Linked DNA regions of Mus musculus: regions 1, 2 and 3 are each linked to region 4. A link is a contact called in public HiChIP or PLAC-seq, Micro-C and promoter capture Hi-C data. All regions are on one chromosome and are shown on one strand. The core of a region is the stretch at or near the end of the contact, and the rest is flanking DNA. Distances in the headings are between cores, read along the strand shown.

Region 1 (5,344 bases), core at 2,142-4,641, 270 kb after region 4:
TGCTTGAGGTGACTTCCAGCTTTACAGCTACAGCCCCATTTAGGCTTTTATCAGTTACAAATTGGCAGCCAAGTAAACTCTGGAAACCTAGTTACAATATCATGAGGAGAGGTGGGTAAACCATGACTCCTAGGATTCACCATGTCCCCCACTCAACTGCTCTTTCTAGAACTAACTTCTCCAAACTTCTCTTTGAAAAGAAGCTAGTATCTCACATACCACAACTGCTACAACTGCATGCAAAGTTGTAACATGTGTGTTCCCAGAGTCTGATGTCCAGACTCTACGCGACTTTTAGGACTTGGGATGTGTGAAATCTGTTTTGAATGTTTGGCGACACCCTTGGCTTACCAGATAACTCTGGATTATGTTTTGTTCAGGCAGAATGGCCATTCCCTCTTTAGACGTCTTTGCAACCAGTATGAGTCAGAACTGTCCATTTTTCCAAGATTAATAGCAATCTTGGTGGCAGGGCCAAGGGGACTCTGTCTGTGAGGCAAATAGTAGATATTCAGTAAAAGATATAGGCATATGAATAAATTATAAATTCTTTGTAGTGCTTTTCTAGCATTGAAATGTGATTGTTGATGCAAAATAGAGTTTTCACTTTAAAAAGCATAAGAGAGAGCTTATTCTGAGCCATACATAATTGCTCACAAACAAGGCACACCTTTAATTCCAGCCCTCAACATAGCACTTGGGAGGCAGAGGCAAGAGATCTCGAATTTGGGGGCAGCCTAGCTACAGAGAAAGTTCAGGATGGCCAGAGCTACACAGAAAAACTGCCTTGAAGCAAACGAACACCAAACAAACATGCACCAACTGATCACGACCCCAGAAATGACCTTAGGCTGCTCGGCGTAACGGATTCCAGCACAGAAGTGGTAACATGGATTTTTTTTTTTCTGTCACAGAAGAAATTGTGAGGCATTTGCTTAATGCATTGTTGGGGAGTGCTAGAAAAGGAAGGTTAAGGAAAAGTGGAGAAAACCCAGCTCTGGGTCTTAGATACTGTTTAATAGCATTGCAAATTTTAGGGTTGGTGGAACCCAGTGGTTTGCAAAGAATACATATCTAAGATTTTTACCTAAGAACCAAAGGATGTTAGAGAGGCAACAAAAAATGGACCTAAGACCATTTGTCTCTGGACCATCAACATCCTCATCTTCAGGCCACTCAGCCTTTTGGAAGAACAATTTCCTCTCTTTAGAGACAGCATGAACTCTTTAATGAGAAGCAATGACTAGAGCACACCATTGTTCGAGACTCACTTGACATTGGTGGCTGCTTGCTTCAGACAAGGGAGGAGGAAGCCATTCTTCAAGGCTGAAGTAAAAAATTCTCAGTTATGGGCAGTGGTGTTTGTCTGGACTGAATGTTCCCATGGGCTTGCTGTCTTGTTCAAAGTATTGAAGGAGTGCACATAAACAGAGCAGCAATGGATGGTAAGACAAAGCTGGGGTGGGAAGCCCTCAGCTCCCTGAGCTAGGGCGCCCAAGAACACCTGCTTATTGCTAGGGGTTTCCCTTTGTGAATCCCCAAGAAATGGGAGATGGAGTGTGGGTAGTTTTCCGTTTTGATTGACAGGCATGGGTATATAATCTGTTGTTCACTGTGTAAAGTTCTTTGCCGTGATGCATCTGATTTTAACCATATGCATATGGAGTCCTGCAAAGGCATAAGATAGTAAGTAGATGAATTTCTCTTGATGTTCACTCAGAGGACATGGTTTGCCTTGTGTGTGTGCACCCCAAACCAGTGCAGGCTGGATTGGCACACTGCCCCTCCTTCCTAGATATGTTCCAGGATGCATTTGGCCACAAATGAGGAGATACCAAGAGGTTGCTAGGCAGCTCTAGGAATGACCAGATTGCTTTGTTTGGAGAGCGATGTGCATGCGGCTGGATCCTTGTAAGTACCACTCTCAGGTTGCTAAGTGCTTTGCTAGGAGAGGTGTGTTTGCCTGCGTACCTCAAGCCAAATGGCGTCCCAGTTGCTAAGTTAGCACTGTGCCTGCCTACCTAAGTCTCATAAAGTACATATGAATAGTAAGTATATTTGTATTGATAATCTGGGCATTGTCTGATTATAACATAATAGTTATAGCATACCTACTGTCTGTGCATATGTGTGTACGTTCACATGCATGTGTCTGTGCACATGTAAAAGAGAGCACTATCTTAGGTATTTGCGCCTGTTTGAGAAACAGTCTAGGGATTTTAGAGATCATGTAAGTTCTACACTCAGGCCAGTGACCACCATGAGAGGAATCCCTCTTTGGTGCCCTCTGTCTGTCTTACAGGAGAACTGGGAGGATGCCTGAGCCCTCTAACTCAGATGACTCTGTGTTCATGCTAATCAGAACCTGCAGATCCAAAGATCCAGTACTAGTCATCATTTTTTTTTGTTTTTAATTTAAATTTAATTTTTATTTTTTAGTTCCCTGGGTAGCACGGGATGCAATCTTGTGTCTACAAAAACTGCAGCTAAGGAGAAGGGGAAAAAACAAAACAAAACAAAACAAAAAACAATTTTAGAATCTAGTGATACCTGATTTCCATCAGAAGGAAAAGCTCACAGTGGGAAAATTTTGCCTCTTGCTTTAGAGAAAGCCCTGGGGACTGTAATAACGATTCCAGTGTCCTTAGAGACCACAGACATCTCTGTCACTGCCAAATGGGAAGTTAAAATTAATATTTTATGTATCACATAAAACCAAAAATCTAGTTCAAACCCAGAGGACTAGAGATTATTTGCTTATGGTCTGTACCTTGTTCCCACGCTGTGTCTCATCTGTGTTCTGACCTTTCCCCTTTCTGTTTATACAAAAACATACACAGGAGTAAGGAAACGAATTGGAATTCAAACAAACTGTGTTTATAGTTCTCCCCAAACTCGATCTCTCTCTCTCTCTCTGTTAAGGTGCCTATTTAACTAAAACTATTTGCTAAAACGGACCTGGTCTCTCCAGGTTCTCCCAGCATCCCTCAGTCCCTACCTGTTATAGTCCCTGCCCTCTGTTCTCTCGCGCTCTCCCTCTCCCTCCTTTCTTCCCTCCCTCCTTTCTTTCCTCTCCTCCCTCCCTCCCTCCCTCCCTCCCTCCCTCCCTCCCTCCCTCCCTCCCTCCCTCCCTCCCTCCCTCCCTCCCTCCCTCCCTCCCTTGTCCCCCTCTCTCTTTCCCCTTTCATTTCGCTGGCGGAGAACGCCTTTTGTTTAAACAATAAGCATATTAAAGTCGTAGAGGCGAGTGAAACCTCAGATTACGTGAAATGTAGGGCACTGATATTTAACATGCTTGGGAAAATCATCGTAGCTCAGCCTTTCAAGAGACCGTTTCCAGCTCCAGGATTTGTCCAGAGGCCCTGGCTTCTGGTGCTCACACCCAGCCCCAAGGCTGTGCGGCTTGTCTCCACTAGAAGGAGCTTTACGCCTTAGATAACAGCAATTTTCAAGACAGGAGACAGGGGAAAAATAATGCGTTGTAAAATAGCCTTTGCTTTCTACTACTGGAAAACAAGGACCCCATGCCTGGACAACGACGACGACGACAACAACAACAACAATGGGGGTGGGGGTGGGGTTACAAGTACAGCGCCCCCACCCCCACCCCCGCCCCTAACCTGCCAATTTGTATGTAGAGGTCAGAGGACAAAGGACAACCTCAGGTTATCAGGCCTCCCCTTCCACCTTGTTGGAGAAGAATCTCTTGTTGTTTGGTGCTATGTCCACCAGCCTAGCTGCCCCCTGAGCTGCTAGGAGTTTTCCTTTTCCACCTCCTGACTCACAGGAGAAGCACTTGGACTGCAGATACACACACCCTTAAGTAGGTTCTGAGAATCAAACTCAGGACCTCATGTGGTAAGGCAAACTTCTTGTCCCCTGAAGGATTGAAATCCTAGAAAACAGGGATTCTTGATATGTGCTTGAGGGTGAGCGCTGAAAGGGCCGTGGGACCAGATTAAAGGAGTTCCCACGCAAGGTTTTGACAGTTAATAATGAAGTGACTGTGGGTTATTTGTTTGTTTGTTTGACTGGTTTTCTCAGACGGGGTTTCTCTGCGTAGCCCCGGCTGTACTGGAACTTGCTCTGTACACCAGGCTGGCCTCAAACACAGAGCTCTGCCTTCCTCTGCCTCCTGAGTGCCGGGATCAAAGACATGGGTCACCACACCCAGCTGTGACTTCCTTATTAAGTTCCTAAGGTTAATGAAAAGGAAAAAGTTACGCATAAAAATGTAAGTATAAGAATGTAAGAATGAAGAACAACAGATTTTTCTCTTAACGATGTTTGCAGTTAGGAATTAAGACAGAAATTTCTTTCCAATTAATTGCATGTCTAACTAAAGAGTAATTTAAAAAGGATTATTATAACCATATGACTTCTTATGTAAGTATAAAATCAATGTGGAAGATTTTATTTAACTAATTAGTGAAAAAATAGTGATTCATTAGAATTTTATGAAAGAGAGAGAAAGACATGTTGAAATGAATTTATAAATAGGTGCAAAATACATCTTTTCAAAAGACAATAATCAATTGCATTCCACTGGCAATTTGTATTTCTACACAGAAGAATCATTTGTAATATTATTAGTTCATTAAAATTTAACCAAGTTGTAAAATATTTCAAGTAAAACATTGAAAAGTGTGCCAGACAAGACTGCCAAAAATCTTAAGAATTTCATTTTTTACCTTTTCCTTTCTGACTTCCTTCCTTCCTTTAGTGTGTGTGTGTGTGTGTGTGTGTGTGTGTGTGTGCTCACATCACACCATCACACATATGTGATGGCATAGCTCACATATAGAGGCCAGCAGGCAACTTGCAGGAATAAATTCTGTGTGTTCTGGGGATCAAACTCAAGTTGCCATGTATATAAATTGGCAGCTGAGCCATCTCTCTGGCCAACCTTTTCTTAAAGTTCATATTCCCTCTTTGGTTGAAATCCTTTGGCAGAGCAGCCCTGATGATAGAACGAGTTATTCCCCTTCATGTCTCTAGAGCTAACTTGTTCTGGGTACATCCAAGCTTGTACTAGAATCTTGGAGGCCAGTCAGTGTCAAATGGAGCAACTAGAGCCGACTGCTAATGAGGGAACCCCAGATGCCTGTTAGATCTGGATCGCAGTCCCTTGGGTTACATTGGTTCCAGCTTCTGGCTGTGTTACCCATGCTGGCTGTGGTTTCTCAGCTGCGCTGGGTGCAGGGAGCTGTTCAGTGCTGGCTGATCTGCAGGCTTGAGTAGCGCTCTCGCTCTCTCTCTCTCTCTCTCTCTCTCTCTCTCTCTCTCTCTCTCTCTCTTGTGGGAAGCCACTTGTGCTGTTGCAGGGTGGTGCTGGCTACCGCTG
Region 2 (5,317 bases), core at 1,556-4,055, 490 kb before region 4:
TACTTTGCAAATGTTCACAAAAAGCCAATAAAAATATTACAGTATAAGGCTGGTTGTTTTAAATAATAGCCACAAACCCCAGAAATGGATGCCAGCAAAGACCTATCTGCTTGAGTCACATGTTTAGCATAAGCTCCTCAAGGGACAATGGTCATTAACTGAACTAATTATGTTCTCTATCTAGAGATTTAAATGGAAGACTTCAGAGTTTTAGGGCACATAGAAAAGGAACAATGTAAAAGAACATGGAGAAAAAAGGCAGCATACTGAGATTGTGCTAGCAGAACATTGGGATGCTCATTGGAGAGAGCCACTCTTCCAGCTGCTTTAAAAGGTTAAAGAGCTTTCTCAGCTGGTTGTACCACTTTGGAGTAGACAGAAAGAGCATTTCTTCTGATGCTCCTGTCTGGTTATATTTAGGTATTTCTATGGGTGCATACTTTTGATATCTATTCTTCTATATAATCTGAGCCATCTATCTTCCCTGCATGCATGTGTCTGTGTACCATGTGCCATGTAGTACCCACAGAGGCCGGAAGTGGGTTCATATCCCCTGGAACGGGAGGTATAGCTGGTTATCAGCCATTATGTGGGTGCTGGAAACCAAAGTCTGTCCTCTGCAAGAGCAGTATGTGCTCTTAACCACTGCGACATCTCTCCAGGCCCCTGAACCATCGTTGAAAGTGAATTCAATCCACACTGGAATAATAGAATCTTCTAAATTCTCCAATCTGACATCTAAGAACTTTAAGTCAGCAACTAGAACATTTTTGAACTTTATAACTACTTCTCTGATTACTAATATTCCTAGCCTAAAGCAATATTGTTAAACTTTTTGAAAGAACTCAAAGAGGGATATTTTTGAGTAGATATCAGAACACGATACAAAGACACCCAACAGGAATATAGATTTCAATTATGCATAGCATGTTGTTTGTATCCTGTTCTATTTAGTAGTAGTAGTAGTAATAGTAGTAGTAGTAGCAGCAGCAGCAGCAGCAGCAGCAGTAATAGTGTGCAGATGTGTTCATAAACTAGAACGGATATAGAGGCCAAAGAACAACCACGAGTCAGTTCTTTTTCCACTTTGGTATACACTGATCAAAGTCAGGTTGTGAGGTTTGTGTAGCAAGTGGTTTTACTGGTTGATGCAACTTGCTGAACCTCCCACCCCACTGCAAGGTAACCTTATGCTAGCTACATTACCACGGACTAAAGTGCTACGAGCTCAAGAACACTGGTGGATTGGGGCATCTGCTGAATATACGTTTAACCTGAGTCTGTTTTAAAATACTTAAGATAGTTCAAAGGGGAAGGCAGTTATGGCTCAGTTCTCTGAGAACTTGAGTTCATCTTGGGTCCAATCCCAAGCACCGAATAAACATGGTTTGGAAGTCGGTAATCCTAGCATTTGGACAGAGAAAAGAGAATTGAAAGATCAAGGTAGCAGAACAGCACTTAATCCCAGCACCTCGGAGGCAGTGACAGGTGGATCTCTAAGAATTCCAGGCCAGCCTGGACTACGTGAGACCCTATAAAAATAAGTCTATTGTGAAGGGCAAAAAATTAAGGACAAGTGTGCTGTTCTCTCTTGGCACCTTTATTTCCAGGCCTAGCCTTTAGTTTGGACTTCGATGAACTAGGCCTAGGGTCTAGCTTTCCACCCTGTTCTTCAATATGAGGATATCTCAACTCCTCTAGTTCTCTGGAAACAAGAGCTTTCTGCCTGTACGACTGTTGTAGAAAATATGACAGCCTTCCCTTTTCAGGCATGGCCCGCCCACACCAGACAGCTAAGCCTCCTCCTTTTCCTCGGCGTTTTTGACAATGGCTGACTTTCACGTTTCTCCAGAAATAACCTCTCGAGTGTTCAGTATGAAAAGACGCACTGATCTGGCTGCAGGACTCCCACGCGCGCGCCTGTCTGTGCGAGGTGCGTGCCACCCGGCGTGTTGCCCGAGTCGGCACCAGGACTGGTCAGCTCGCGCTGCTTTTAATGGAATTTCTGACATTTGCGAGCTGCACAGATTTCATTCTTCCCACAGTTCCTCAGCCACGAATAAAGCTTAGTCACCACCCACGTTAAGCCCAGACTAAAGCTAACATAGCAGGACGGTAATTTGAAGTATAGACAAGTGCGAAGCGAGGTGTCAGCCAACCTACAGTCCGTCAGCTAGGGCCACGCGCCTCGCTCCTTTTAAGGGCCGGCAGGCGCAAGTCGGCCAACGGCTCAGCACTTCACCAATCACCGTGCTTCACGCCTCTGGTTCCGCCCCCGCACCCACATTAGCCAATCACTGAGGAGTTGCCTGCCCGCCCGCCCACCCGCCGGTAGGGCCACGCTTTTGGACCACGCAGGCGCCCCGCCGAGCAAAAGCAGACAGAATTTATTTTTAGCTCCCCGCTGAGCGGCACCTCTCCTTGGCTCCACCCTTCCAATCCCCAATAGAAGACGGAGTTTCCATTGCGTCATCGCGCGGCAGTCTGGGAGCCGTCCAGTCAGAGCTCGGGCAGGATTGTCGTAATTAAAAAGCGGCGGAAGTAGGTGGGAGGGTCATGACGCAGCGAGTTTCGGTCGTGACTTTTCCGGGGGCTTTGGGGCGTCTCCGCTTTTTCCCTTTAAAGTAAAACGTTTCCCCGACGCTCCCCCGCGCGTTCCGGGCTGGGAGGCGGCGGCGGGAGGCGGCGCAGACGGGGCCGCGCGCGGTCACGTGGGTGTGTTGTTGGGGGAGGGCCCGCGCGTTCGGTTCCGGGCGGTTGAGCGAGCTAGAGAAGGAGCGAGCGAGCGAGCGAGCGAGAGGCAGCCGCGCCCGCCGCCGTGCTCTGTATGCCGCGTTCTCCCGGCGCAGCCGCCGCCGATAGTCTGAGCCGGAGGAGCCGCCGCCGCCGCGGTTAATGTGGTTGGGTCGGGGCTGAGCAGGCCACCAAGATGCCTCAGTCCAAGTCCCGGAAGATCGCCATCCTGGGCTACCGGTCTGTGGGTGAGTGGCGGCCCGGGCGATGTCGGGGCTGAGCCCCAGGACGCGGACGCGCCTGCGAAGTTTGTGGCGGCGCGGCCATGTGGCGGGCGGGCGGGCGGCGCGCGTTTCATAACCTCCATTTTGAGTGGAGGCGGCGGCGCCTTCCCCTGTCCCCAGGCGCGGCGGACAGGTGGCGGGGCGGCAGGCCGAGGCGGCCGCGTCCTTCCCTCGGCGTAGGAGCCGCGGGCCACTGCCCGGGAGTCTTGCGGCCCGGAGCAGCCTAGTCGGATCCCCGCATCTGTCCCGCCTTCTCTAAGCACGGTCTGTCCCCACCCGTTTCCCCAATCCCACAAGCCCCGGGCATTTCAACAAAGGAAACCTCTCCTTGTGACCTTTCCATCTGCAAAGAAGTTAAGCCTTTTAAAGAAAACAGGGAAACTTCAAGACGTTTGGCTACCAAGTTTTCCGCCTCCAAGAAACCTAGACTGGACCCCTCACAGGCCAGCTAGGTAGCATCTGGCAGCCAGCACAGGGAAGAGGAGAAAGACGTCTCTAATGTGTCCTATTTTTCTTTTCCCCTTTGAGGAGAAACAAGGCCAGGCACTTGGAACCAGGCTGTTAAAGTAATTCAAAAGCCCGTTTGTTTTCCTAACACCACCACCAAGCGATTGACATACATTTAAAGTTGTTCCTAGTAATCACCTTTTTGCCGAATAGAGGTGGTCCTGGGTGGGGTGGGGAGGGAACGCGGTGTCCAGACAGTAGTATTCAGTCCATCGTGTGATACAGGACATTTGAACTTAACCACGCTGCAGGGTGAGGCTTTATTGTTTTTGACCGACCGGAACAGGGGACTGTCACGTTCATCTTTAGTGCTGTTTGAAAGATGTAACTGTCTCCAGAAAATGTGCGTTTGACAGGGACCACTGAGGAGTGGAGAGTCTGGCAGTAGAACACCTTCCCCACTGGATGGGCTCCTGCTAGGCGGTTCATTCTGCGTTCTCACCCTGCTTTCCACTGCTGGTGCCCGGCTCTGTGCTCTTTGACCAAGATCAGTCAGGGCCTGCTTACTTTTCACCTTCTCTCCTCAAGAACTGGAGAAACTCCTTAGGAAGGGAATGGAAGATCGGAGACAGTGTGACAGATGGGAGTGCCTAGAGTGGAAAGGTGACACGTGCATAGTGCAGTGCTGAGGTGTTCATAGTAGGAAAGAGTAGGTGACTGCTTTAACAATTGCAACCCTAGAGTTAACAGGCACAAAATTACGGTGAATCCATTCACACCAAGATAGAACTCCTGATGTAACCAGTGTTGGTTGTCTGAGTCACCATACTGTTTTCTGAATTCCCTCCAAATTTGGAGAATGAGACCATGATGTAACTTGGCTGTTGATTGAGTACCCTCTAATCAGATAACTAATTGAAGATAGTAATCTTGAATGCAAGGCATAAATAAGTCACAAGTATCAGGGTTACCTGTTTTCAATGCAAGAGAATATTCTACCAGTCTGGATTTTATTGTAATTTTTGAAATGGCAATGGGTTTAAATAAGTGTAGTGTTATGTCTCCTTTGCTAAGAACTTCTGTCAATAGAAAACCATCCTGATTTTTTTAGGCAAGGTCTTATGTAACCCGGGTAGTCCTCGACTCACTGTATAGCCTAGACTGGTTTTCCTGGGAAAGCCCCACTAGAGCCAGGATAGATGTGTCTGGCTACTCCTATCCTTCTCACAAACATTCACTCTGGGCTGCTGGTTGTAAGTGTAGTGCTAGCCCGGGGAGGAACACAGGATTGTAGACCTGTATGCAATGCCCTTGGTGTGTTGCAGCCTGTATTCTCTATACTTGTTTTCAAGTGTAATGCCTAAAGTAAGATACTACATTATTGCTAATGTTGCATTTAACTTTAGTTTGCTTTCATATGAAGGACATATTTTCTAGTTTCTGGATTCTTTGTAGAGGAGTAGTTGGTCTTTTCAGCATGTACTAGCCACTCTTCTGGGAATTGACCACTTATTAGAACTTAGAGATGTGTGTGGTGGCAGACTATAGAAATTTCACTGTTTCTAGATGTGGTGTGGTGGGGATTGGCAGCCATGTCCTTTTTTACTGTTTTCTTGCGTAAATGCTGTTTTCTGTTCTGACTAGACTGCTGGGCATTGTTACTTGATGATGCCACAGACTTTTAAGTTTGCCTTCAGCAAAAACTGAAATGTAATTTTTTTTTTCATTATTAGGCTTTCAAGTCAGTAAAATTTCCTTCTGCAGTATTTTCCTGATACTTGCAGTAGGGAAGTTTTATGGACATGTCACCTGTAATTCAGTCTGGCTTTTATGGAGGTCCTTTTTGTTAATTT
Region 3 (5,764 bases), core at 2,879-5,378, 480 kb after region 4:
GATTTAGCTGAGTAGTACTCCTTTGTGTAAATGTACCACATTTTCTGTATCCATTCCTCTGTTGAGGGACATCTGGGTTCTTTCCAGCTTCTGGCTATTATAAATAAGGCTGCTATGAACATAGTGGAGTATGTGTCCTTCTTACCGGTTGAGACATCTTCTGGATATATGCCCAGGAGAGGTATTGCGAGATCTTCCGGTAGTACTATGTCAAATTTTCTGAAGAACTGCCAGATTGACTTCCAGAGTAGTTGTTCAAGCTTGCAATCCCACCAGCAATGGAGGAGTGTTCCTCTTTCTCCACATCCTCGCCAGCATCTGCTGTCACCTGAATTTTTGATCTTAGCCATTCTGACTGGTGTGAGGTGGAATCTCAAGGTTGTTTTGATTTGCATTTCCCTGATGACTAAGGATGTTAAACATTTCTTTAGGTGCTTCTCAGTCATTCGAGTTTCCTCAATTGAGAATTCTCCGTTTAGCTCTGTTCCCCATTTTTCAATAGGATTATTTGGTTCTCTGGAGTCTAACTTCTTGAGTTCTTTGTATATATTGGATATCAGGCCTCCATCAGATGTAGGATTGGTAAAGATCTTTTCCCAATCTGTTGGTTGCTGTTTTGTCCTATTGACAGTGTCCTTTGCCTTACAGAAGCTTTGCAATTTTATGAGGTCCCATTTGTCAATTGTGGATCTTAGAGCATAAGCCATTGGTGTTCTGTTCAGGAACTTTTCCCCTGTGCCCATGTGTTCAAGGCTTTTCCCCACATTTCTATTAGATTCAGAGTCTCTGGTTTTATGTGGAGGTCCTGATCCACTTAGACTTGAGCTTTGTACAGGGAGATATGAATGGATCAATTTGCATTCTTAGAAGAATATGTAGACATATTGACCACCAGTTAAACCAGCACCATTTGTCGAAAATGCTGCCTTTTTTCCACTGGATGGTTTTAGCTCCTTTGTCAAAGATCAGGTGACCATAGATATGTAGGTTCATTTCTGGGTCTTCAATTCAATTCCACTGATCTACCTGCCTGTCACCGTACAAGTTTTACATGTCTTTATTTTCAGTCAAGACAATTTCCATGTGTAAAAGATACACCCTGTACCAGATAGCTAACCTCAGTACTGGGAGACTTACTTGTTAAATGGAGATCTTTTAGTCTTTAGTAGTAATATCTTTATAAAATCTCCCTTGCCCAGAAAGAATAAAGGCTTTTCTACCTGTCCTGTCCATGACTAGTCAGCTAGTCAGCATGGCTTTTTGGTCACACCCAACAGACTTGGATAGACAGGTCATAGAAAAGTCAATTGCTTTAAAACCTGGAGTGTTGTTTCTTAGGCCCAGTTGCTAAGACTTGGTTAGAGATTAAGTCCAGGACAGTCAGATGTAGCCTTAGAATTTCACATTCTTTAAATTAACTGGAAACCAGGTTGTGTTTGTTTGTTTGTTTGTTTGTTTGTTTTGTCTTCTTTCTTACGGGGTTTGCTTTCATTCACTTGCAATGTTCAGCTCTGGTTTTGCTTGGCTGGTTTTGGTTTTGGTTTTAAATTTGTTGCAGAGGCTTTAGTGCTCATGGAATCTGCCCTGAGCCCTGCCTAAGCCTGGGACTGCTGATGGAAATGATGAACCTGGTGGGCACAAACATGAAGTCAGACATAATGGCTCTGCATTAGATGGTGACGTAACTGTGATCTGCCTCTTAAAGCCAATATCAATACCTGGCCCTGGGGTTTCCGTTTGCAGTTGCTCGTGACTCAGTCTTCACTCACAACTTCTGGCAAGTGGTCCTCAAGCTGGTGTTTGCCTACAGGAGGGAGATGGAGCGACTCTGACATGGCTGCCTCAGCAGGACCTGTGTCTCTTCTCTCACTCCTGTGCAATAAGAGTTCATGCTATCAACACAGCCAGGTATCTGTCAAGAGGTGCTCTCTACCTAATTGCCTCACCATCCCCTTTTGTCTGCCCTCCAGGCCTCTAATTTCTGAATTGGATCCCAAATCCCGCAGAGGATGAGGCAGTGGAACAGCAGACTCATCCGCAAGGTACGAATTAGCATTGCATCTGGTCTGACGGGGAGAGGAATAAAATGCGTTTGGCTTAGACTTAACACAGCGCCTTTTCCTCTCAAAGGTCACAGGCTCCCTTTACATGTTCCTCAAGCAGTCAGATAAATAAGCATGTTCTTCCCTGGGCCAGAGGTCTATTCTTGGCCTCCCTCCAGCCTCTTCTTCCCTCCCTTGGTAGGCGGCCTGCTATGCAATGGTGATTACCCTAGCAGCTATGGCAAAGCTGGCTGGCAGTGCTCTTACCATCACCATCCACAGGGACTGGATTGTGAGCCTCACAGGGGACAACACAGATCAGCTGTGGACAGTGCCACCCTCACCAGTGCAATGGGCAGAGGAATAGAGGTGACAAGCCATTAAGGGCTACAGGAAAAGCAATATTGTAGTCTGTAGAAGAAAGGGATTTGGAGCCAAACAGGTCTAGAATTGAATTCAGCTGAAACCTGATATCTTTTACCAGCTTCATGTCCTGGGGCAGTGGGCTTAACCTCTTGGAACTCAACTTTCCTCATCTGTAGCATGGGGCAAATACACAGGCATGCATGCTGGCACATGTGTCCATCTACACACTCACTCTCAGCTCACTTTGGGAAAGGAAGGATTTCGTGAAATCCAGTTTTTTAAAGTTCCGCATAGAAGGAATGCCCAAGAAATGACCACCTCTGCTGTCCCCTAATACACAGGTAGACCGTGGTTCTGGAGGGAAGATTTTCATTTACCGACATTCTGGAGCCGTTTTAGGCCCAGACAAGCGAATGAAAAGATTTCTAAATTCTTGCCAGTGATAACTTCCTACATTCTCCACAAAATATTACCCTCCAGCGTGACCTTTGATTATTGCTGATGGTGGTGGTAGAAATTAGCGTTCTAATAAAGCGGTGAGTGCAGCAGGATGCTCTGACAGTGGGATGATCTGACAGCTTGTCTTTTGCCTCCATTTACAAAGCGTGCATGGCTCCTGATGCAATGTGTTCTAATTGCCAACTTAGAGCTGAACACTTCAGGCTACCCTATACTTGAGCAGTTGTAGTGCCTGTGAGTTGATGGCCAAGATAAAGGAAGCTATTAAGGAGTCTAAAATACTCGCCTTGCAGACTGGAACCCCTTATCATGCTTTCTATCTAAACAGTTCTTATTTAGATGTACTGCAGCTTCAACAACATCATCCAGAATAAGAAAAGCCGCATGAGACTTCAGTGTGTCCTCTGCTTGGGGTCAAGAAAACTTTCCTTCTCTCTGTTAACTTCTTTTAAAGGACTTCAGGGTAAATTTTTTGGCTCAAGTTTATTACAGGTTTGAAAATAAATTTGGGGATCTTTTCTTCAATGGTGGTAGAAGCCATAAGCTTTGGAGTCAGACGGCCTGGATTTTGAGGCTTGGCTCCATCATGTTCTTCCTCTGCAATCCTGAGAAAGCAGTTTCCCTCTGTGTGCCTCAGTTTTCTAGTTTGTAAAACGGAAGCACCATTAGCTTCTTAGAATTGTAAGAGTTAAATGAGATGAATGAGGTTGGTGACTATTCGCCTGACACAGTAAGAATTCTTCCCATTCACCTCTTCCCCCACCTCTCCTACCCCCCCCCATCTTCCTTCCCATGTCACTGTGCTGGCGACAAATCGGTGACCATCACTGTTATCAGCACTGCAAGGACTGTAGGTGACCTACTCTCTCTCTCTCACTTTACTAATCTGATCACTCACATCCACTACAGCTGCCTTTGCAGCTGTCACCCAGGTTGAAAGGGCCATTGCTAGTCTGCAGACAAACCTGCTGTCCACATCACTGACACTCAGGACAAGCCCAGGGAGCACACGGTGTCAAGGTCAGCAGAAAAGGCAGCATCCGTCCACTAAGTCTCAGTGTTTCCCCCTCCCCCTTGCAGAGAAGGACACAGCAGTGAGGCAGCTGGACCAGCCCATTGGCCCCTGTGACCTGAGCCAGGTGACAACACGGGCATCTCATGTGACTGGGTGTGGTTTCATTCTCAGATGGAACTTGGTTTCACTTCTTGTAGAGGTTCTATTTCTGTACAGGGTTTATCAACTAGTTCCCCTGTTGGCTGTAAAAACCCCAGCAGTGCACAGCGGGGTGCTTCCTAGAGAGGCAGCAAGCCTTCTTTGGAGGCTGCACACCCAAGGCAATGCAAACTCAGCGAGGTCTCTCATTTTGTTTACTCTTCCTATGTTGGTGTTTCGTTTATTATTTCCAGGCCATGTGTCTAACCACATCTTAATATTCTGTCTGCGAGTGTACATACAAACAGTGGGCTGCAGCTGAGTTCATATGGCTTGACCACATTTCAGGGGGCAGGCAGGGTAACTTGGTACAGTTAAATGGATTATTAAAACTTCAGGGACTCCATCTGAGAAGGGCAAGGGCAAGCAGCATGCCCATGGGACCTGCATAGCCTATCCTACCATCTTGGGAGACGAATTACTCCTTCCCATCTTGTAAATTCCTCCCCCAAAACCTCTAAAAACTTAAGAGAGGCAAATGTGTCAAGGAGGATGGGCCACTCTTTGGTCACGATAATAGAGTGGATCCCTGCAGCATTTGTTTCAAAATTATAAATTCCCTATGTATATGGGGAAGAACAGGGGTGGGAACGCTGCCAGTAGACATGACGTCATTCCCAAGTAAGAGCCATCTTCACCTATTGACAATGTTGCTCATCTCCCTGATTAATTCAGTTTCTTCTTATGGGCTTATGATTAGTATTCACTTTTCTCAATTTATTTTTCAGATAAAGACCACTAGATTAGCCGGGCAGTGGTGGCGCACACCTTTAATCCCAGCACTTGGGAGGCAGAGGCAGGTGGATTTCTGAGTTCGAGGCCAACCTGGTCTACAAAGTGAGTTCCAGGATAGCCAGGGCTATACAGAGAAACCCTGTCTTGAAAAGCCCAAAAAAAAAAAAAAAACAAACAACAACAACAAAACACTAGATCAACTTTATGAACAAGATGAAAGATCAATATGTAGAGGTGTGTATTCAGATGATAAATGGACAGAGGAATACATAAGTGGTAGCTCAATAGAAAGGGTATGCCCACTCCATGTTTTGCCTATGTGAACTTTCAAAGTTACTTTATTTCATATTCTCTGCCTCTCTGCAAAGTAAGAACAATTACAGAACTAATTTCATCAGGATACTGTGAGATTTCAGTAGGGTACTGTACACAAAGCCTGCTTTTATCCCCTCCCATACAATAAGACTGAAGCCAATGTTCTCTGTATTTCCACCATTGTTGTTTGGTTGTCATCTTTGTTTCTAGTAGCCTGGCAGTACATCCATTTGTATAATAAGCAGCTCCTACCTCTTGCCCCCTGTGCCTCACCTTCCTTCAGAGCTCTACTTGGCTCCTCAGGACTTTGCAGGACTTGTCTTCCCTGTGCTGAGTACCTCTGAAATAGTTGTGTATTTCTAATCCACCTCCACAAGCATCTAGTTTTTTAGAAAGAGTAACCAGTAAGTACCTGTGACGATTTCCAGGAGCTCACATTTTGAGCAAGTGGCAATTTGGTCTTCGTGCTTTCTGAACTAGCCCCTTCTCTTTCCCTTTCCTCTGTGCCTTAGCTTGGTTCTTTCCTGAGCCTATCTTAAGACAAGATTCTAGGGTGAAAATTAATCTGTTTGCAATGTGATCCAGACATCGAGGAAAAGAAAGGGAAGTGGGACAGGAAACGAGAGCAGGGTGG
Region 4 (5,427 bases), core at 105-2,604:
GCCGTCCGTCGCCCCCTCTCCCCCATCCAATGAAGGTTCCCGCTGGTGACAAGACCCAGCCCCTTGCTGCAAGGACAGAGGCAGCTGCAAGCCCTCAGGAACCCCCACATGGCCCCATCCATCTAGACAGGCCTCTGATCCGGGTTGCAGGCAGGGGAGGGGATTCAAGGCCGCCTCAACTCCAGCTGCCTGGCTCCTCCCCACAGCAGGCCTGCTCAGCTGTCAACACTCGCCTCTCGGCCTTGCCCTGCCCCAGGCGTCGCTGAGCTGCTCAAATCAAGGACACCTCAGCCGCCCGAAGCCCCCTACTCAGGCCCCAACAGGCGGTGGGCAGGCAGTGGGCAGGCGGCTGGTGGACACCCTGCCTGCCCTTGAGCATCCTCAGACCTCTTTGCCTAAATAAGGGAGCTGCTGCTGGAGCGAGCCAGCTGGCAGGGGGAGGGGCCCAAGGCAAGGCCAGGGTTTTCCGAGGGGGCTGGGCCGCCCGGGCCGCCTCGGGGGGCCCCAAGCCCTCCTATTGGGCCTATGAGGTTCCTTCAGCAGAGGGAGGGAAGGCCTCTAGCTCACGGGGATCCCCTGGCTGGGACCTCGCACTCAAGGAAGGGCCTCGCTTTGCTCTTACAGCTAAAAGGCCGCAACTGCTGTCGGTCTCTTTGTACGTGTCATCCATGGAGAGATTCGAATAACCACCGAGAGGTTATAACTCCCTGGAGACAGGGGAGGCGTGCCTCTCTTACGGCTCACCCACCCTTGTCTCAAAATTTTACAGCTTCCACATTCCCTGTTCTTCCCATTTTCTGGCTGTCCCCTGGTCCTAGGGCGGCTCATCTCAGAGCCTAGGCCTCACTCAACCCCGTCACCCACAGCACATTCCGACATCGAGCTGTGGGTACTCAGCCTGCCCTAGGCGCAGCAGGGAAGCAGGAGATAAAGGGTTGGTCCTGTCCCCATCAAATCGGGTTTCTCAGTCCTGAGTCTGGGAGGGGGCGATATGCCCTTCTCCCTGGTCACCTCCAAACCGACCATCGCACCTGTCCTCACCGTTCCCCTACTTAAAGGTCCCTTCCCCCTCTCGGCGGAGCGCGAGTCCCGGGGGCGCGGTAGCGGAGCGAGGGGTTGGGACTCCGGGAGCGCTCGGCGCGGCTCAGCCAATAAGAAGGGCGGGCGCTCGGGGTGGCGGGGAGAGGGCGGTGCTGCCGGCGCGCGGCGACAGGAGGGGGCCGGGAGGCGGGGGCCGGAGCCGGAGGGGCGCGCGCCGCATTAACCCTTCAGCCGCCGGACCAAGCCGCAGGCGCTGCCCGAGCCGCGGGCGCTGGAGCGGCTGTCGGCGCGGCGGCGGCGGGCAGGCGTGAGCCGGGAGCCCGGCGCTGGAGCGGGCGGAGCGCGGCGCGGGGACGAGGTGCAGCCGGGCCCGTGGCACCACCAGCCCGGGTCGACAGACAGGTGTGCCGGCGCCGCAGCTCCAGCAGCTTCAGGCCCGGCCCAGGGTCCGGAGCCGGCAGCCACTAAGCAGAGCGGGAATCCCGCGCCCTCGGTCCAGTTCCGGCCCCGCCCGCACTCAGCTTGGCCGCGGGGTGCGGAGACCACGGCCCGGCCAGGCCACCCGAAGCCTAGTGCTGGGCCGGGCCGGGCCAGGGTGGGTGGGGGCCCGCCCGGCCCGCCCATGGGCTCAGGATGCCGGTGCGGAGGGGCCACGTCGCGCCGCAGAACACCTTCCTCGACACCATCATCCGCAAGTTTGAGGGCCAGAGTGAGTGGGGGAGGGGGCAAGGCGGGGAGGGGGTCTGGGGGGGTGGGTCCAGTTCTGCTGAGTGTGGCTGGGGGGGCGTGCCCGGGCCGTGTGCAGTGCAAAAATGTGAGTCAGTAGGGGCTGGTGGGCCCTGAGACTTACGCCAGGAGCCAAGGGGACAAGGCTTGGTGCCAGGGACCACTGGCATAGGACCAAGGGGCCTAGTGTTGCAGCTAGGGGTCGGAGAGTGAGTATGACACCAGGAATGTGCAGGAAAGGGAGGTGGGATGAGATGTGTAGGTGTTTCCAACTCTAAATGTCCAGAGTTGATGAGATTGTGTGTGTGTGCTGTCCTAAGACTGTTTATGACCTAAGCTGTTGGTCCCTAAAAGTACACTGCGCGTTCCAGTCTTGGCTGTGTTGTATGTGACAGACTAAAACTAGAGGTGTAGGATTAGTGACCAAATCTGCTCTTGAGTGTGTGACAAGTATATGGTCAAATCCCTGTGTCACTAATGAATTCGAGTCTGCATGGGCCGTGGAGAGGCGTCTCCGGCAAGTCCCCAAGATTGTGGGCCCTGTGCTGAGAGGCTGCTGCACACCTGAAGCTGGCTTTGGGGCGAACAGGCTGGCCATGGAGTTCCAGTGTGGTGGACTTTCCTGCTGGGGATGGTACCCCAAGCCCCTTTGGGTTTGGGTGACTACAACTCCCCTTATTCGGACCTGGCAAGGGAGACTTCCAGAAATGTGTCCTAGGCTAGGTGAATGTTTGGTGTTGGTGTGCCTGTCCTCAAGGCTGCATGTGCCACAGAGTGTGTGACTGCAAAGGGCCCCTGGAGCAGGAGGGTGACATTCCTTGCCTGTGACCCTGTGCACACAGGACAATGTGTGCTTTACTGTGTTGGGAGGGAGGGCTCAGTTGGATGGGCAGCATTGTCCCTAGACAGAGAACAGGATGATCCCGAAGAGGTGGTGCAGGCCTAAGGGCAGGGGGCAGGCCCTTGCTCGGGCTTTCTTTTCCTACCAGTTAGGTAGGCAGGGGCAGAATCTGAGAAGATCTTGGACTGGGTCCTAGAGGCTTGGCTTCTGGCCCCGCCTCTGCCACTGACTGCCAGATGACCTTGAGTGACTCTTCCTACTCAAAGCCTCAGTTTCCACATTTGTGAACAAGGTGATAAACTACAGGGCTTGTGAGGTCTCGCCAGGATCTGTATTTTAGGCCTTCAGTCAAGTGGTGGGGTAGAGTGGGACTTGCCTTCAAAGGAACTTTGTTCTCTTCTCCTAGTCTGGGGGGGGGGGGCTCACTTTTCTCCTGTGGGTGGTGGGTACTCTGGACACCTTAGGCTCAGTAGGAGTGGAGACAGAGTTAGAAGGCCTTTTCATAGGACAAGAAACTCGGACCTGGGGTTGATGCTTGCTTGGGAGTTCCAAAAGGCCTTGGGAACTGACCTAAAGATGACCCAACGCTCAAAAGTAACTTCTTGGAGGGCAGAAGTTGGGAGGCTGGAACCTGGTAGGCTGGCCTTGCTGCAGGGAGCCCTGCTGTAGCCAGCTGCCTGGGGTTTGCAGGACTGTGCAGGGCTGCAGCCTGAAGACTGCATAGCGAGGAGGGAAGGAAACAGGTTCAACTTCAATTGCACACCCCAGCTTTAAAGGCCAAAGTGGACAGACAGAGTTTCTGTTTATAGAAGGTACCTATCCCTCGAACTCTGATACAAAAGTGAGATGCCCTGAGGCTGCCCGACTTGCTGTTCATCCACTTGCCTGGCCTTTAGCTCAAGTGTGGAGTGGATGAGCCAAGTCTAGCTGAAGTGGGTCTATTGGACTCCATTTGATGGGGTCACCAAGGAAAGCTTCATATCCCTAGAGGTGGTAATCTTTCCCAGGTCTGGTTTCCACAAGTGGGCTGGTGTCTTGGCCTGACCTCTGGGTTTGTGAAGCTGCAGGTAGTTTTCCTTCTATAAACAGTTTTCTGTATGACCTTGAACTTGTGCCTGTGACCCCCAGCTGTCCTTCTGCCAGACGAGATTCAAAAGCTGGATTCACTGTGAATGAGCTGCTAGACTGGGGCGTTGAGATGAACTTCTCTTGAGCCCCAGTTTCTTCATCCATAAAATGACTATACTAACAGCTACCTTGCTGCGTTGTCTAAGTCTGCAAGTTCACGCCCTCATCCTCTGGTTTACCTATTCCTCAGCTTCTGGCTGCCTGTGGGTAGGATTCGGAAATCATAGTGGCCGTGATGGGAGGGAGTCTAACGGTATTCGAGGGACTGATTTTCTAGGAAGAGTTCCTTATCAAGAGGAAGAAGCCAGAGGAGCTGGTGCAAAGGGGAGGCTGGCCGCCATCTCCTGTCCTTCCCAGGCTCCCTTTCCAGGCTGTGTTTATCCCTCCGCCGCGGCTGCTGACACGCGTTGCTGACACCCGCCCAGGCCGGCCTTGGTCGCTGGCTCTCTGCCACGCAGCCAGCCGGCGGGCCAGGGGGTAGGGGGCGTGTCGCGAGGACGCGCCCCGTGGAGGCACCTGTGTCACTGCACAGCTGCGTTCAGCCGGGGTTGGGCACACCTCCCTGGTGCGGGGGAGTGTCGGACGGCACTGTGTGACGAGCGAATGTGGGGAAGGGTCGGGAGCCCCCAAAACTAGCGTCCCCGCTCACGTGCGTCTTCATCCCCCCCCCCCCCCCGCAGGCCGCAAGTTCATCATCGCTAACGCGCGCGTAGAGAACTGCGCTGTCATCTACTGCAACGACGGCTTCTGCGAACTGTGTGGCTACTCGCGGGCCGAGGTGATGCAGCGGCCCTGCACCTGCGATTTCCTGCATGGGCCGCGCACGCAGCGCCGTGCCGCCGCGCAGATCGCGCAGGCCCTGCTGGGCGCAGAGGAGCGCAAAGTGGAGATCGCCTTCTACCGGAAAGATGGTAGGCGGGGCCGGGGCGTGGCTGTGGCGAGGGGCCGGGCCTCCAGAGAAGGAGCGTGGATGCGGGGTGGAGGTGCATTGGGGTGGGATCTGTAGTTGCTGGAGGCTGGCGAACCTTGCGAGTCCCTTGGGGGCGGAACCCTCCAGGCATGGGCGTGGCCCGATGTCTAGGAACCGGTGTGGCCTTAGTGTCAACTCTGGTGGGTGGGCGTTCCGAATGGCCTTGGAGGTACTAAGGCTGAGGGGGCCTGGCATCTCTCAGTACTTTACTCCTTGGCAGGTGTCATTATGTTGAGCTTGGTAGGCTGACATTTGACTAAGCCGGGATGGTAGGTATGGGCGTGGATAGTGGTAATAGGGCAAGGTGGGGCCTGGCGCTGGCTCTGGGTCTTAGTCACAGGATTCTAGCTACCTGAAGGGCATCCTGTGCCAGGTGACTTTCTGGAAGAAATGGAGTGCGGGGCAGAAGGATTGTATCTGCTGCCATCTTCTGCCTTCCTCTCTCTGCGTTCAACGACACCTCTTCCCGTAACTTAAGTTACCTTTGTCTGGTCTGCAGAACACTCTGCCCCTCCCCTCAACTCCCTGCTAGCCAGGTGTCTCTGCTCAGCCACCACCTCCCAAGCCAGCTGCTCTGGGCTTCCGGAGAGCAAAGTGGAGAGTGGATAAACACACTGGGTGGGTGGAGCTGTTCTTTCACTAGGCCTGTGCGCCTGGGTGGGTTCTGCTCAGGGAGGTCAGTGAGGTGGTGAGGTAGTGGGTAGTGGAGGGCTCGGAAGGG

The links. Promoter capture Hi-C pulls out the DNA fragments that hold promoters and counts their contacts. Hi-C and Micro-C count contacts between places; a contact is called where the count stands out from the background. HiChIP or PLAC-seq counts read pairs in DNA pulled down with a chosen protein or histone mark.
Region 1: an H3K4me3 HiChIP or PLAC-seq map of embryonic stem cells shows a contact between it and region 4, with 21 read pairs. The contact joins the enhancer-like site here to the promoter of Kcnh2 in region 4. A contact is called at or near these places in 6 of 39 promoter capture datasets (the C10 cell line, HPC-7-derived erythroid cells and embryonic stem cells), 3 of 484 Hi-C or Micro-C datasets (the G1E-ER4 cell line and embryonic stem cells), 2 of 115 datasets of contacts at active chromatin or transcription factors (T-cell acute lymphoblastic leukemia and embryonic stem cells) and 1 of 9 other capture datasets (embryonic stem cells).
Region 2: a Micro-C map of embryonic stem cells shows a contact between it and region 4, with 2.7 times the contacts expected there. The contact joins the promoter of Rheb here to the promoter of Kcnh2 in region 4. A contact is called at or near these places in 2 of 484 Hi-C or Micro-C datasets (CD4 T cells and embryonic stem cells) and 3 of 115 datasets of contacts at active chromatin or transcription factors (the 230-238 cell line, memory CD8 T cells and pancreatic cancer cells).
Region 3: a contact with region 4 is called in a promoter capture Hi-C map of trophoblast stem cells, with 2.9 times the contacts expected there. The contact joins the enhancer-like site here to the promoter of Kcnh2 in region 4. A contact is called at or near these places in 9 of 39 promoter capture datasets (the 3T3-L1 cell line, the C10 cell line, the HPC-7 cell line and 5 more), 1 of 484 Hi-C or Micro-C datasets (embryonic stem cells) and 1 of 115 datasets of contacts at active chromatin or transcription factors (pancreatic cancer cells).

The regions. Positions count from the first base shown.
Region 1 is chr5:24,075,573-24,080,916 of GRCm38.p6, reverse strand. No RefSeq gene overlaps it. Among named protein-coding and RNA genes, the nearest start is that of Klhl7, 22 kb to the left of the region's middle. Within about 2 kb of position 3,391, at least 62 of the 459 cell types and tissues checked have an H3K27ac peak or open chromatin away from gene starts, as enhancers often do.
Region 2 is chr5:24,839,849-24,845,165 of GRCm38.p6, reverse strand. It overlaps Rheb (Ras homolog enriched in brain), which reads left to right and starts at 2,805. Exons shown (of 8, transcript NM_053075.3): 1 at 2,805-2,981. The coding sequence starts at 2,930.
Region 3 is chr5:23,872,930-23,878,693 of GRCm38.p6, reverse strand. It overlaps the pseudogene Gm9534. Among named protein-coding and RNA genes, the nearest start is that of Gm42228, 23 kb to the right of the region's middle. Within about 2 kb of position 4,128, at least 62 of the 459 cell types and tissues checked have an H3K27ac peak or open chromatin away from gene starts, as enhancers often do. A contact at or near this core is called in trophoblast stem cells, where this site is marked.
Region 4 is chr5:24,347,531-24,352,957 of GRCm38.p6, reverse strand. It overlaps Kcnh2 (potassium voltage-gated channel, subfamily H (eag-related), member 2), which reads left to right and starts at 1,354. Exons shown (of 15, transcript NM_013569.2): 1 at 1,354-1,750; 2 at 4,417-4,647. The coding sequence starts at 1,675.